Regions from separate parts of the Mus musculus genome. Here region 1 is linked to region 2. Evidence: chromatin contacts called from public Hi-C data. All regions are on one chromosome and are shown on one strand. Each heading gives the region's core, a stretch centred on a gene start, on an enhancer-like site or on the middle of the called end of the contact. The rest is flanking DNA. Distances are from core to core; before and after follow the strand shown.

Evidence for each region. Hi-C and Micro-C count contacts between places; a contact is called where the count stands out from the background.
Region 1: a Hi-C map of regulatory T cells shows a contact between it and region 2, with 4 times the contacts expected there. The contact joins two enhancer-like sites. A contact is called at or near these places in 2 of 484 Hi-C or Micro-C datasets (CD4 T cells and regulatory T cells) and 2 of 9 other capture datasets (adipose tissue and liver).

What each region holds. Positions count from the first base shown.
Region 1 is chr17:84,628,980-84,635,853 of GRCm38.p6, reverse strand. It overlaps Dync2li1 (dynein cytoplasmic 2 light intermediate chain 1), which reads right to left. Exons shown (of 13, transcript NM_172256.2): 3 at 4,184-4,218; 4 at 2,266-2,335. Among named protein-coding and RNA genes, the nearest start is that of Dync2li1, 5.9 kb to the right of the region's middle. Within about 2 kb of position 2,178, at least 45 of the 459 cell types and tissues checked have an H3K27ac peak or open chromatin away from gene starts, as enhancers often do. A contact at or near this core is called in regulatory T cells, where this site is marked.
Region 2 is chr17:83,270,266-83,277,801 of GRCm38.p6, reverse strand. No RefSeq gene overlaps it. Among named protein-coding and RNA genes, the nearest start is that of Gm24240, 4.1 kb to the right of the region's middle. Within about 2 kb of position 1,406, at least 392 of the 459 cell types and tissues checked have an H3K27ac peak or open chromatin away from gene starts, as enhancers often do. A contact at or near this core is called in regulatory T cells, where this site is marked.

The sequences.
Region 1 (6,874 bases), core at 929-3,428, 1.4 Mb before region 2:
AGAGCATTCTGATGTAAAGTACAGGTGCTCACAAATGAGTGGGCTGCACAGGTAAGACCTGAGCAAAACCTAGGCCCAGGCAAGACTGTTCCCTGAGGAACCCAAGAGGCTACCATTGGTGATGACAGTTGTGGAGGGTGTGTGTGGGGTAAGGCTAGTGTGCTTTTCAGTTTGGAAGACTCTTCAGCTAAGAGAGGATTGACAAGGCTAAGTAGCCATGCAGTTTGAACCTGTGTGATCCAGGACCACCCCTCAGGACTGCCCACTGGGGCGTCTCCCCATTGTCAGCAAATGCTCTGAAGAGCAAGCACTTTTGTGCTGTACAAGGAGCTGTTGTGTGTTACATCTAGAACTCATAATAAAATATTTAACCTGACAAAGATGTGAGGCTCTGAGAAGAGATTTAGAAAGTCCCCGTGTTACAGTCCAAAGTTTAGAGGAAAAACAGGTGACAGGCAGTCGTCACCTGGGATTTCATGTGCCTGCTGCCATGAACGAGGATGGTGGATAGTAGTTAAGCTCATTTTAGACGAATATATGCTATTTTCCTTTCCTCGGGACAAATTCTCATAATCTCTAAAACCATTTTACTGTTGTTGATACTCAATCACTAATGTTTGTGGAATCAATCAGTTTTCACTGGAAAATCTCCTTTGCTTCACAATGTGACAAAGGAAGGCTTTACTGCCCTTCTCAGAAGTCAAGATTGTGAGAGCGGTTTCAAGTTTCCCATAAAAAGGATAGCTCACATCATAAACTATGTGAACCACAAAATGAGATGCTCCTCCTGCATCTCAGTGTGTCCTTTTCTTCTAATTTCCCAGTTTTAATAACCCACTTTTGTAGGTAGATCTGGAAACCAATAGCAGGCACTTTCGATTCTTGTACATTTATGTGTCGTATAACTCTTTCTTTTCTCTTTCTTTCTTTCTTTCTTTCTTTCTTTCTTTCTTTCTTTCTTTCTTCCTTCCTTCCTTCCTTCCTTCCTCCCTCCCTCCCTCCCTCCCTCCCTCCCTCTTCCCCTCTTTCTTTTTCTTTTTTCTTTCTTTTTCTTTTTCTTTTCTCTCCTTCCTTCCTTCCTTCCTTCCTTCCTTCCTTCCTTCCTTCCTTCCTTCCTTTCTTATTTTATGAGACAAGGGCTCACTACACAGTCCTGACTGGACTGGAGCTTACTACATGGACTAGCCCGACTTTGAACTCACAAAGATCCACCTGCTTCCACCTCCTGAGTGCTGGGATCATGGGTGTGTCCTACCAAACAGTTCTTTAAGACACTCTCTAGTGGGAGAACATTGGAACTAGATCATTCTCTACAAATGTGCTTTTGTATGGAGTAGTAGGACCTTCTCTGGCCTGTTCTTCCCACACCTATGTTTGAGAAATGGTCCCCTAGGAATTTCTGTCCCCACACCACATGTGACTCTACTCTAGGTCAGGCAGGCACGCTCCAGGCAGGCCTCACGCCCAGGAGCAGAGTGGACAAATACAGTGATTCCAGGCTTTTCTGTGTGGCTTTTGTTGGTGGGGTTTGTCTTCTTGTCTTTCTTTTGTTTGCTTCAGCTCCCCCCACTTTTGAGAGAGAAAGAATCTGAAGCTGGGGGAGTGGAGGGGGGGGAGTGGAGGGGGGGGAGGCTCTGGGAGGCTTGGAGAAGGGGAAGTATGCTCCACATACAGTGTGCGTATAGCAAGTCTAGAGATAATTCGTAAATTATGAGAACGGAGGCAGTTATTTTTATTTGAAAAAGAGAAAAAGTGCCATCTATATTGTAGGTGATCAAAGAACCCTAGACCATCAAGCTCCAAAGAAATCTCACTTCATGCTGGGCCTGCCGTCACATGTCTGTCTATAACTTATTGATACTCAGAAGCTGAGGCAGGAGAGTTGCAAACTTGGGGCCATCTGGGCTACATAATGAGTTTCAGGCCCGTCTGAGATACAGAGTGGAAAAAGAGACAAAACCCCAAGCCCCAAAGTGAAAACACCACACACGAAACAAGGAACTCACTATCAGAGGGGCAGAAGTCGGCCAAAGAACTGTACGGACATTGTAAATAAATCTTTTCAACATTTTAAGGTACAAAAGAGAAAGCTGAAATGTTCTCTCAGATTACACGGACTTCCTGCCAGCTGAGCTGCACGTGAGGTTAAAACCCACATCTGTGCCAGGCACCACTGGTGGGCTTCCTGTTTGCAGATAACGTAAGCCATCTCAGCACCATGGCCTCCCACCTGAGGCCTGGGACAGGACTTCAGGACGGACTCACCGTGTTGTGCCCCTTGGTCTTCCTTCCGTACGTGTACTCCAACGCTAAGGTCGGCTTTGCTGACTCATCCCTGCACGATAAAGGCAGACGCTATTAGCATGATGGTGGGTCATTCTCACCTCCTCTTAAACACTTTGTGAATAATATCGAATATTTTATATTAATAATGAATACTAGCACCGAGGTAAAGCTATAATAATGTTATTCCACAAGACACAAACAAGCCCCTCAAACACTGTCCTGGGGGCTGTAGTGGCAGAGGCGGGAGTGAACAACGATGCCCGATGCCCAAATGGATGGCTGCTTTGCGGGGCCAGCGGAGACACAGCGAGCGGGCAGCGCCAAGGGCCATGCTCTGTCCCCAGCTCTCTGATCCCATGCCATGTGGGGAATACTGACTCGTTGGATCAGCCTCAATGTCTGAGCTGAGAACCAAATGCCAGGCACCGAGTAAGGACACAGTGGGAGATTTTTATGTTGTTCTTTATTTCAAATCTCAGCCAAAATATGAGAGTTGAAAAAAAAAAACCTATATGAACAAGGACATAAAACCAACAAATGATTTGGAAGATATTTAAATGATTTAATAAATTACTTATATAACTTTAAATTATTTGGAAAGCAATTAATGGTATATATTTGTTTTAAATGTTGTAAGAAAATATATGCACTAAACCGTTTTGGCATACCTTTTTAAGTGTGCAGTTCACAGTGTGAAGCACCTTCATTCACACTGCTGTGCACCCAAGCCTCGTGGCTTCTCAACTCCGTATGCACTGAATAATGTCCCACATCCTTCCCTCCCAGCCTCAGCTTCTCCCCTCACTTCTGCTTCTCTGAGACTCACTGCTTGAGGACCCCATACAGAAGGAATCAGACAGCTTTGTCTGTTTGGTGACTGGCTCATTTCACGTAGCATAGTGTCTTCAAAGTTCACACACATTATAGAATATGAAAGAATGTATTTCCTTTTTAAATAAAAGACTTCTTATGTAGATGAGTAGGGCCTGCACGCATGTGTGTGCACCATGTGCATGTGTGTATACACCATGTGCACGTGTGTGCACCGTGCACCGTGAGCATGCCGGGTGCCTGTGGAGGTCAGAGGATCTGGATGCCTCGGAGTTACAGATCGTCGTGAGCTACCGTGTAGGTGCTGGGGAGCAAGCCTGGGTCCTCTGCAAGGACAGCAGGTGCTGCCCAATTCTGGATTTCTTTCCCTTTCGAGGTGGAATAATATTATATTTAGTTCAAACTAGGAGAACAAAGACCACAAATTTAGAATTTCTATTTGTTGAATATTTTGAACTTTATCTTGGCAGATATTCTTGGTATACACACCAAGTATTATTTAGTTATATTTCCTTAAAGATATAGCTCTTTTAGGAAGCAAAATACTTCCCCTGAAATAAAACATCTAACATGGTTAAACCACAATTTGAAAAATCGTTCCGTTTCTGGGTACACCACAAGAAAGCCTAAGTGAACAATTCCCGCCCAGTGTCACAGCTTGTAGTGCTTTGAACTAGTGTTACACTGGATGGTTTATTATAGGAAACACTGATCACAATCATTGCTCATCAATCAGGCAGAATAAAAAGAACGTACACACCACAGCGACACAGCCCCAAAGTATATGAGCACCAGGAGGCTGTGTAACTGCGGTGACATTTCTTCTTTGAACAGGAACATCTAGTATGGATCCTGAATGCTTTTGGCTTTCTTAGTCTTATCTTTAAAGGTGCTCTTAAAGGTTGTATTCAAGATTCGGAATATCTTTAAAGTTGCAATTAAGATTGAGAATTAAATATTTTGAGTCTCAAAATTATTCCTTCTTCCGAGTCTTTTGAGGCCTAACTTGTCTGTTGTAGCTGGAACAAACCTGAGTGCTATGTTAGAGAGTTGACGAAACGCTTACCTGTCAAGACACCTTAGGATAATGGTTGTCTTTCCCTAGAAATTAAGAAGAAAGAATACTGTGTTAATGTCACCCACATGTAAAACTTTATTAGTGTTTGTAACTGTGGCCCAAAATAGCTTTTTAAATCATTTGAATGATAAATTACCTGGAAACTAAAAACTAGAAACTTTCAGAACTGCGTCAAAGTTTGATAAGTGGGAAAAGTGAGCTGTCAAACTTCTATCACACCGCTATTATTATAATTATCAAGTCCACAGATGACAAACATTAGCAAATCACATCTCACGCTCGTGGTCACCTGACAGCTGTCTTAAACTTCCTTAACTCAGCAATGCTAATTAAGGGTTAGCCTGACAAGAGCGTTCTAAAATGTTTCCATCCCAATTGTCGAGGTGGAAATAAAGACACAAGCTAACACACAAATACAAGCTGCGCTGTAGGAGCACTGGCAGCTGACAGCTCAGTCACCTGCTAGAGACCTTGCTTTTCATTCTAGAGGTTCCATTCCTTTTTAGGAGTCAAGAAATATAGGCTCTGGCTACTAACTGTGAAACATAACCTACAACCTACCCAGAGATGGTTCAGTGGAGAAGTAAAGGACTCTTTGAGAGATTGGGTGTGAACTGAACGGCAGGCCCAGCCCCACTGCAGGAAGCCCCTGGGCTCCAAGGAAAAGGTTGGAAACCTTGCCAAAGAGACAATCTCTCTCTGTCTCTGTCTTTTTTTCTGTCTCTCTCCTAAATAGGCTATAATTTTTACCAAAAGGCTAGTAATAAACCACTCCAGAGTATATGTGCAATACGATAAGATCAAATGACCTTTTCACAATACTATAAAACATACAACCATGTCTGCCCCTAACAGAAAACGGCTCAAGTTCTATACCCACTGGTGTAGTAATTACAGCCCCTGGGAAGTTGAAACATGTTCATGTCTAGCTTAGGCTACATGTAGTGGAGGCAGTCTCCAAAAAAACCAAAACAAAACAAAACAGTTTTTAAATTAAAAAAATATTACAAAGAAAGAAAATGATTCTACTCACAATAGCAAACTCATGTAGCATGTTGGGTTAAAAACTGTGAAGATAAATAATTCCTATGAGAATTTTATTTATGTGTCTGTGTGTTGTGACATGTATGCTTGTGTGTGTTGTGACATGTATGCTTGTGTGTATTGTGACATATATGCTTGTGTGAGTTGTGACATATATGCTTGTGTGTGTTGTGACATATATGCTTGTGTGTGTTGTGACATATATGCTTGTGTGTGTTGTGACATATATGCTTGTGTGTGTTGTGACATGTATGCTTGTGTGTGTTATGACATGTGAGAAGCCACATGTGCTGTTGCAGAGTGGCGCTGGCTACTGCTGGCCACCACGCATAAGTTTGGACAAACAACCAATGTGTACATATGCAGTAAAGTTTTTTGCCAAGACACTGCCTGGCCCGGGCATGATAATGGGGTTCTGAGAGTATAACCAATCTGATGTGAGACATGCAAATGAGCTATGATAATAAGGTTCTGAGAGTATAACCAATCAGATGTGAGACATGCAAATGAGGTATGTTAATGAGGTTCTGTGAGGTACTGAGAGAGAGTAACCAATCAGATGAGGAACATGCAAATGAGGTATAGTGCATAACCAATCCGGGTGTGAGACACGCCTCTCCTAGGCCTATATAAGCAGCACCAGTTCTGGGCTTGGGGTCTTTTCGCCTCTGCAATCAAGTTCTCCCAATAAATGTGTGCAGAAGGATCCTGTTGCACGTCGTTCTTGCTGGCGAGACGGGCGTGCGCAAGAATGACATGTATGCTTGTGTGTGTTGTGACTTATATGTGTCTGTGTGTTGTGACATGTATGCTTGTGTGTGTTGTGACTTATATGTGTCTGTGTGTTGTGACATGTATGCTTGTGTGTGTTGTGACATATATGTGTCTGTGTGTTGTGACATGTATGCTTGTGTGTGCAAGATTTAAATTAAAAACTGCAGTGAATGAGCCAATAAGAAATTTGGAGAGAACAGAAATTAAAAATAAAATGAAAATACAATGATTTAACATTTACCATCCATAAATTATCTTTTAAATACTAATTAGTATATAACACATTAATACAACAGAACAGGTTATATATAAAATTTTCACCCTGCTTATTTTAATTCACATTAGTGAATTAAACACATATTTTTACTTTTTTAATCTCTTATTTATTTATTTATTTATTTATTTTTATGTGTATGGGAGTTTTGCCTATATGTGTATGTGCACATGTATGCTTGGTGCCTGAGGAGAGCACAAGAGGGCTTCTGATCCCTTGAGACTGGAGAAACAGCTAGTTATAAGCTGCCATGTGGATGCTGGAACTCAACCCCAGGTCCTCTGGAAGAGTAGCCGGAGTTCTTCAGCCATTTCTCCACTCCAACTCGTCTCTTGTTATATAATCATTTATACCAGTAAATATCATTTTTAATAACAATGAAGATGAAAACCCCAAATGGGGATGTCTGGTGTTCTGGAGACAATTCTGAGGAGGTGCTGAAACAAAGAGGTTTTCTCAGGCAGCCTCACCGGTTCAGAACTTAGTTTCTGTAAGCTGCCTGTCAGTGGCCTCATGTGTAAGCAAGACGGTCAGAGAATGAATAGTAACTTTAACCCCAAAGAGAAGCCAGCCCGATGCTACACAGG
Region 2 (7,536 bases), core at 157-2,656:
CTGCGATATTTATAGTACCTATCTCTCCGGTTCTGTCTCCACCTGGATCTATGAGGTCTATGGCTGCCACATGTGTAGGGACTGTTCTGGGGGGTGGGGGGCACATTATCGATTTAAGTGGCTGGCGCTTGGCCATGGATGCAAGCTGGGATGGAAGCTAAGAAGTCTAAACTGAGGGCGGGCAGGGGAAACGCCAGACTGCAGCTCCTTTGTGCAAAGGGCTTGGTGGTTAGGCCTGGTGAAACCGGGGCTTTCCAGCTCCCGTGTCCCAGCAGCCGCGGCTGTGGGCGTGGTGAGGCAGGTGTGGGTGGCCAAGGATCTGTCTCAGTTTCCTCCCCGCCCTGGTGGCAGCTACTCAGAAGAGTTAAAGGCAAAACTGGCAAGAATTTTTCTTTGTAGTAGGAAAAGAGGGTCCCAGAGAGTTCACGGTGACAATCCTCTTTTCAGACACACAACTACCGGACTCCACGTTTGCAGACCTGTTATCGGCCGTGCGCACCTTCAATTTCCCCTAACCACCAACTACCTCCCTGGTTGCTCTCAGACAGCAATGACATCATTTGAACATATATAAATAACTGACCTCTCTGCCTTCCAAGCAGTGATTGTGGTTCGGAGCACAATGGTTAAAAGCAAGGAGGACTCCATTATCAGACTTTTTAAAGCTACAAAACAAACAAACAATCAACCCCCCACCCCTAAAACAAAACAACGAGAGCACAGGCTGGGCATAGTGGCTCACAGCTTGTCATTCCAGCACTAGGGGAACTGAAGCAGGAGGGTTGCCTACGAGTTCGAGGCCAACATGGGAAACTTTGGCAAACCGTGATAGATAGATAGATAGATAGATAGATAGATAGATAGATAGATAGATGATGCAAAGTGAGAACCCAGTCTAGACCAGGCCCAGCAGGAGTTAGCCACCTACAGGTCTCCGAGTAAAGCCCGCTCTGACTATTTCACTGACAAGCCGGGCTGGAAAGAGGCCAGCACAGGATCTTATGACTGGAAAGCAAAATAAAGAACAGCAGCAACGACCTAGAGAAACGAAAATACACTTGACACTCTGTCTCTGTCTTTCTTTTTCACATTTAACCTTGTCGCAACACAGATGAGTAGGCCGGGGTCACCGTTGCACAACAGTTTGGGAACTAGGTTAAGGAACTTGTAGTTTCAGACCCAGACGCATGACACTCGCGTGGGCGCTAATGTCCGCCCGGCTTTTCCACGCGGGCCGGGGACAGGTTCTGGCTGGCACAGCGGTACAGGTCTCAGGCTGCTGGAAAGGCCGGTTTCGTGGCCTGGGACGAGGGGGCGGCTGGCCGGGATCCGGAGCTGCACGGCGCGGCCAGGGCAGCTGGCAGTCAGCTGGTGCCGGGGCCGCGCTCGCTCACTCGGAGGGAGGCGAGCCGGCCGCATACCGCGGGGCGCAGAGGAAATAGCTGGGATTCCTCCCGCGGCGCCGCGCTCCCGTTCCCGCGGGGAGGATCGGGGGCGCGCGCCAGCGGTCCGCAGGCTCGTCCCCCGCACTGCCCGGGGAATCCTCCCCGAACCCCACCTTCAGCTCCCTAGCCACTCCCCGCCAGCGTGTGGGTGCTCAGAGGCACCGCGTGTTCTGGTCTTGCAGACTCTCCAGGCCAGCCAGGCCTCCTGCTTGTTGGTCTCTGACTGAGGACATGCGACAGCGCCCCTGGGAAGGCCAGCTAGCTGCACAATGGTCCCCACCCCTGCAGAGGATGTACCAGACCGGATGTGCTCTCTGTGACCCACCCCACTGATCTCGGAGCCTGCTCCAGGCAGTGGGCCCCTAGAGGTGCCAGCTTTAGCCTTTGGAAAGCTGTTGCCAGTGATGTGAACATTTCTGTCTAGGCTTCGAAACCGTCCTTGAGATAGGGATTTCCCACTTGGGGTGGCAGGAATGAGGCTAGCCCCTCAGGAACTGCTTGCTGCCAGGTGGTAAGGACGGGGTGATGGAGAAAGGAGGACCCTTACTCTAGTAAGGGCCTAGAGTGGGACCCTCTCTGACTGTATAGGCACAAGAAGGAAATGGAGACCCTTCTTTTTGGTTTTTTGTTTGTTTTGTTTTTTGAGACACGGTTTCTCTGTATAGCCCTCGCTGTCCTGGAACTAACTTTGTACACCAGGCTGGCCTTGAACTCAGAAATCCGCCTGCCTCTGCCTCCGGAGTGCTGAGATTAAAGGCGTGCGCCACCACGCCCGGCTGAAGAGTCAGGTGAGAAGGCTCCTCTCTTCTGAACAGAACCAACAGTTTGATCAGGTTAGGGATTAGGAGGTGGGAAGACAGAGGGCGGATCCTAAGTGGGGCCCACGTAACCTTTCCTAGGAGTTTGGCCCCTATTGCTTGGAACAGGGGTGGACGGATCTAGACTGTCTCTCTACTTTCCCTTGAGACGATTGCTTTGATTGATAATACATTTGGCCTGTTGAGATGGCCCACCCGGTAAAGGTGCTTGAGGCCAGGCCTGACGATCTGAGTTCAAACCCCAGGACCCACACGATGAAAATGGAGATCACACACAAAATGTTCAGCCAGGTCAATAGTCTTCTATTGTCTGTGGATTCTCCCCTGGGTCTTGCACTTTGTCCGTTTCCATGGCCTATATACGATCGGACTTTCACACTGGATTGTGAACAAAGGCTTTTCTCACACTGGATTGTGAACAAAAGCTTTTCCGTGTATCTTCCTAGTTAGATGTTAGCTTCACCACGCCAGGGCCCTGGTGAATCTCATATACCTTTGGGGACCTACCGTCTAGTAGTGTTTACCTTCCAGTATAAAGACTGCTTAAATGTTTGTTGAATGAATAAGAAGGATGAGGAGGGAATTGGGCAGGCCCGATACTAACAACATAGACCAGAGGCAAAGCTGGCCAATATGGAGCCAGCACACAGAGGGTACTTGCCACCTGCTACCCAGATCCAGGATGGGAAGGTCCTGGGGGCTTGGCTCTGTGTCTCCCGAGGCCACACCGACTCGTGGACATTCCTGTCCCGGCTCTAGGTCTGTCTATCTTGGTCGTATTGGTAGAGCCCCGTTTTCCCGATCCCCTTTACTTCCATGCTCCCCCATTCCTGGACAGCCTAGAAGGTTCTGGTTTCATGCAAATTGATACTATTTGGTCATTCCGATGGGGCTTATAAGTGGCCTAGCCTGAGACAGAGGACAGAAATGGCTTTCACTAAGCTGTCTGCCTTCAGGACAGAGTGACTTTAAGCTCAAAGCCCAAGTGCTGCTGTATCTTATGTTTCACCCTTTCAGGCCATCCAAGTAGCCAAAGGTCTGGAGAGGGGACTCTCTCCTCTGCATAAGTTCCCCCTGAACCCTGGGAGGACAGGAGGCTGAGGTCAGGCCTGTCCATCAGTGAGAGAGATCCAGACATCATTTCCAGAACTGCCTCTAGACACTCACCCGTGAGAACAGCCCAGGCAGCCTTGGCAAAGGCTTCCAACCCGGTCAGCTCACAGCATCGACAATGGTTCTGGGAATTCCAACTCTCAAAACCCCTACATTTTTTTCATAAGAAAAAGGAACATATTTTGGCATCTTTGTTCCTGAAACAGGAAATGGCCAAGACAGTGACCTCCAGTAGCTACTTCCTCCTCCAGTGTTCATAAGGGGGTGGGTTCTGTCAGTCCTGTTCCCCACCCCCCCCCCCCCGGGATCAGTGGGCATAGACACCCCAACAGGGGATAGTAGGGACTGACAGGAAATGTAGGGGTGGGGATGGAAGGAGAGAGTTCCGAGGAATGCACAAGCCCAGTGGGCTGGAGTTGGGGCCAGTGGGTGCCTGGCATCTGAGGGCTACTTAGTCGGATGGTTACTTTTATCATTTTATGGAAAGAACATCACCGCTGTGACCTCTTAGGGGTTCAAGCGGAATAATTCAAGGTTCCAAGGTTCTGGGACCTGGGCCGTGTGTGGACTCTGGGCTGGGGAGGAGTTAAGGCGTGGTCTCAGTCAAAGGCGTGGTCTCTCCCAGTCAGAGCAGGAGAGTAAAGTGAACCCCCCTGGGGTGCTGAGGGGGGTGGGTGTGAGAGGGAATGGAGACCTGGCAGAAGGAACGGCAGAGACAGAGGGCCCTCTGAGTTGTACGGATTTCCCTAGAGCCTCCTTCCCTCCTGTCCCTCAACCCCGGAGGTCTTGACTCTTGATCCGCACGGATACAACAGACCCAGTTCAGAGGAAGGGATAGGGCAACGGGGGAGCACTGGAGGGTGGGGGTGCAGAAGGGCAAGCAGCCCTGCAACCATTAACGTTTTCACATTCCTGGCTCCTCACCGAGAGCAGTTGGCTAGGCTGGTCCCTGTGAATAGGTCCTTGCTGGCCCAAGTTCTTGCTGTAAAGCTGGGCTTTTGTGAACCCAAGGGAACTGATGGCGGCGGCGGTTTGCAGTGAGAAGAGTGGTAAGATCCGAGTTGCTTGGGTAAAATGTGCGGAGCAACGGTCTCCAGGCAAGCAGAGGCATCCTCCTTTCTGGACCCGCTAGTGAAGGGCACCTGTGGCGGTGGACAGGGTGAGCAGAGGTCACAGGCTTGGCTCTGAGACAGACAGGTGAGAGGTGGACTGATGATGGAGACTGTGGTCAGAGGGGCTAGGAGGATACTGGGGATCCGAGGTCCTATAGGTCAGGAGGGTGTTCCTCAGACTCCAATTCTGGGGTATCTGGCTTAACTGAGCACTCCTCAAACTGGGAAGAGGAAGGCAGAAGGGGAAAGGTCTGGGGATCCCTTTAAAGCCCGGGATGCTATAGAGATGCTGTCCCTTAAGCTTTATGTCTCTTCCCAGGCTGGAAGTGTCCAGAGCACTTCTCACAGGTCCCCGGCACATACCAGGTATCAAATAAAAGTCAGCTGGAAGGGACGATCAGGGTCAGAGGCCCACTGTGAGCAGGTGGGGCCAGCTGGTTGCCGCAAAGGCTGACTTCTGTCACCTTGCCTTGCGGACAGACGGCTCAGTGGCTTCTGTCAGTGGGACTGTGAAATCCACTTCCTGAGCCAGCCTTTCTACTTCTCATTTTCTCTGGGTCCTTTTGTCTTCTGTGTCTCCCATAGAGACCGTCTGTCTATCTATCTATCGATCTATCTATCTATCTATCTATCTATCTATCTATCTATCTATCGTGTGTGTGTGTGTGTGTGTGTGTGTGTGTGTATGTGTGTGCTCACACACACTTATGTGAGTAATCGAGCAATGCATGGGTGTGTGCTGTACCTGTATGTGGTGTGTGCACATGGAGGCCAGAGGTTGCTGTCAGGTGTGTCTTTATTTTTCACTTTCCACCTTATTTTTTTTTAAAAGATTTACTTATTTTTATTTTATGTATATGAGTGTTTTGCCTGTATGTATGTATGTGTGTGTGTATATATATATATATATATATATATGTGTGTGTGTGTGTGTGTATACACATATGTGTGTGTATGTGTGTATATGTGTTATGTGTATGTATGTGTGTGTGTATATGTATGTATATGTGTGTGTGTATGTATGTATGTATGTGTGTATGTATGTATGATATGCATGCCTGGTACCCTCAAAGGGCTCTGAAGACGGTAATGGAACCCCTGAAGCTGGAGTTACAAACCATTGTGAACTTCCATGTGGGTGACAGGAACCAAGTCTGGATCATCTTTAAGAGCAGTAACTGGGAGTTTACCCGTCGAGCCTTGGCTTCAGCCCCTCCGCCTTAGTTTTTGAGACTGGGTCTCACTAAATCCAGACTGTGCCACTTTGGCAACACTGGCTGCCCAGAGAGCACCAGGGGGTCGGCTTGTCTCAGCACTGAATTATACAAGTGTGTTCCATGCCTAGCCTTTCACTTGGCTGTTGTGTATTTGTTTACGTGGCACACTTTATTGATTTAAACCATATCCCCAGCCACTGCATTTTTCTACCTTTAATTTGTGAGGGATTATGTTGGGAAAGATGATACAGTGGCAAACAATGCTTATACCTGAGATAGATGACACCCCCCACGCCCCCAGCCCCTGTAAGGTCTGAGGATCATTCTCTAAAGCCTAGCAAGGTCTGTGATGCGGCTTTGTTGGAAGAGGGTAGCATTTTCCTTGCTAGGTGTGATTTTGTGGCGCCACCTGCTGGCAATGGACAGATATAATCACACTGAGTTTTGCATGACTGTTCACACAGAGAAACCAAATATTGGGGCTGAAGTGATGGCTCAGTGGTTAAGAGCACTGGCTGTTCTTCCAAAGGACTCAGAACCCACACAGCAGCTCATTAGATGTCTGTAACTCCAGTTCCTGGAGGGATCAAGACTCTCATCTAACTTCATGGACACTAAACCTATATGGGGAGTGTATATATGTATATATTCTGTGTGTATGTGTTGCCTGTATGAATATATATATTCATGCAACACACATACACACAGAATATAGATAAATAAATCTTAAAAATAAATCAATTATTAAAGCATATATATGTGTGTGTATATATATATACATACATATATATGTATGTATATATACATACATATATATGTATATATATATACATACACATATATATATGGCTTGGAAATTCCACTGTGGCAGAGCACTAGCTTAGCTTGCCTGAGCTCAGCATTTTTGGCTTTAGCCACTGGCTGGCACACCAAAGAAGCAAGCAAGCAAATAGTAACGTGCAGAATGGGACTCAGTGAGACACACACGTGCCAGACTTCTTTGCTGACCAAATTGCATCCTCGGCTCTTGGGGGAGTCCTTTATTTTTATTTCTAAAATAAGTTTTTAAAGGTTTTTTTATTTTATTTTATGCGTTTGTCTGCATGTATGTCTACACTCCAGGTACTTACTCAGTGCCCAAGGAGGTAAGGCTTTTCGATCCATTAGAACTGGAATTACGGATGGTTGGGAATGACCGCATGGATGCTGGGGCTTAAACCTAGTTCCTCTGCAAGAGCAACTTGTGCTCTTGACAACGGATCCTTCTTTCCAGCCTCTAGGGAATCTTTTAAAACTCAAATCTAATCAAGTGTCTTTTCTATGCTTAAATACCTTCAGTGGCCTTTAACCTCTGTTTAACTCTAATCCAAATGCCTTAGTAAAAACCCAAGTCCCATAAAGATCTGCAGGCTCAAGACCTCGGGTCAGACTCAATGTTGGCTATGCATTGAAGTCTTCTAGAAATATTTTTTAAACAGCCATCAATGGTTCATCCCTGCTTCCTTTTCTTGTGTGAGCGTCTGTAGTGTGCACTAAGCGGGTGTTCTGTCAGGGAGCCTCATCCCCAGTGCCTGCTCATTTGGAGACAGTCTCCCTATGCAGCCCAGGTTAGACTCAAGTTCGAAGTCCGTCTGCCCCAGTCTCCTAATTGTTAGGATTAAAAGTGTGTGTCACTTAAAAAAAAAAATTAAATGCATTTTATTTTTAGACAACCTACATGACATTTTTCTTAAGAAAAGAAAAACAAAACCCTCAAAACAAACAACTCCCCACCAAAACAGTGCCTCCCCTCTAAATAAATAACAATCAAAATAAAAGCTCAGGATGACGT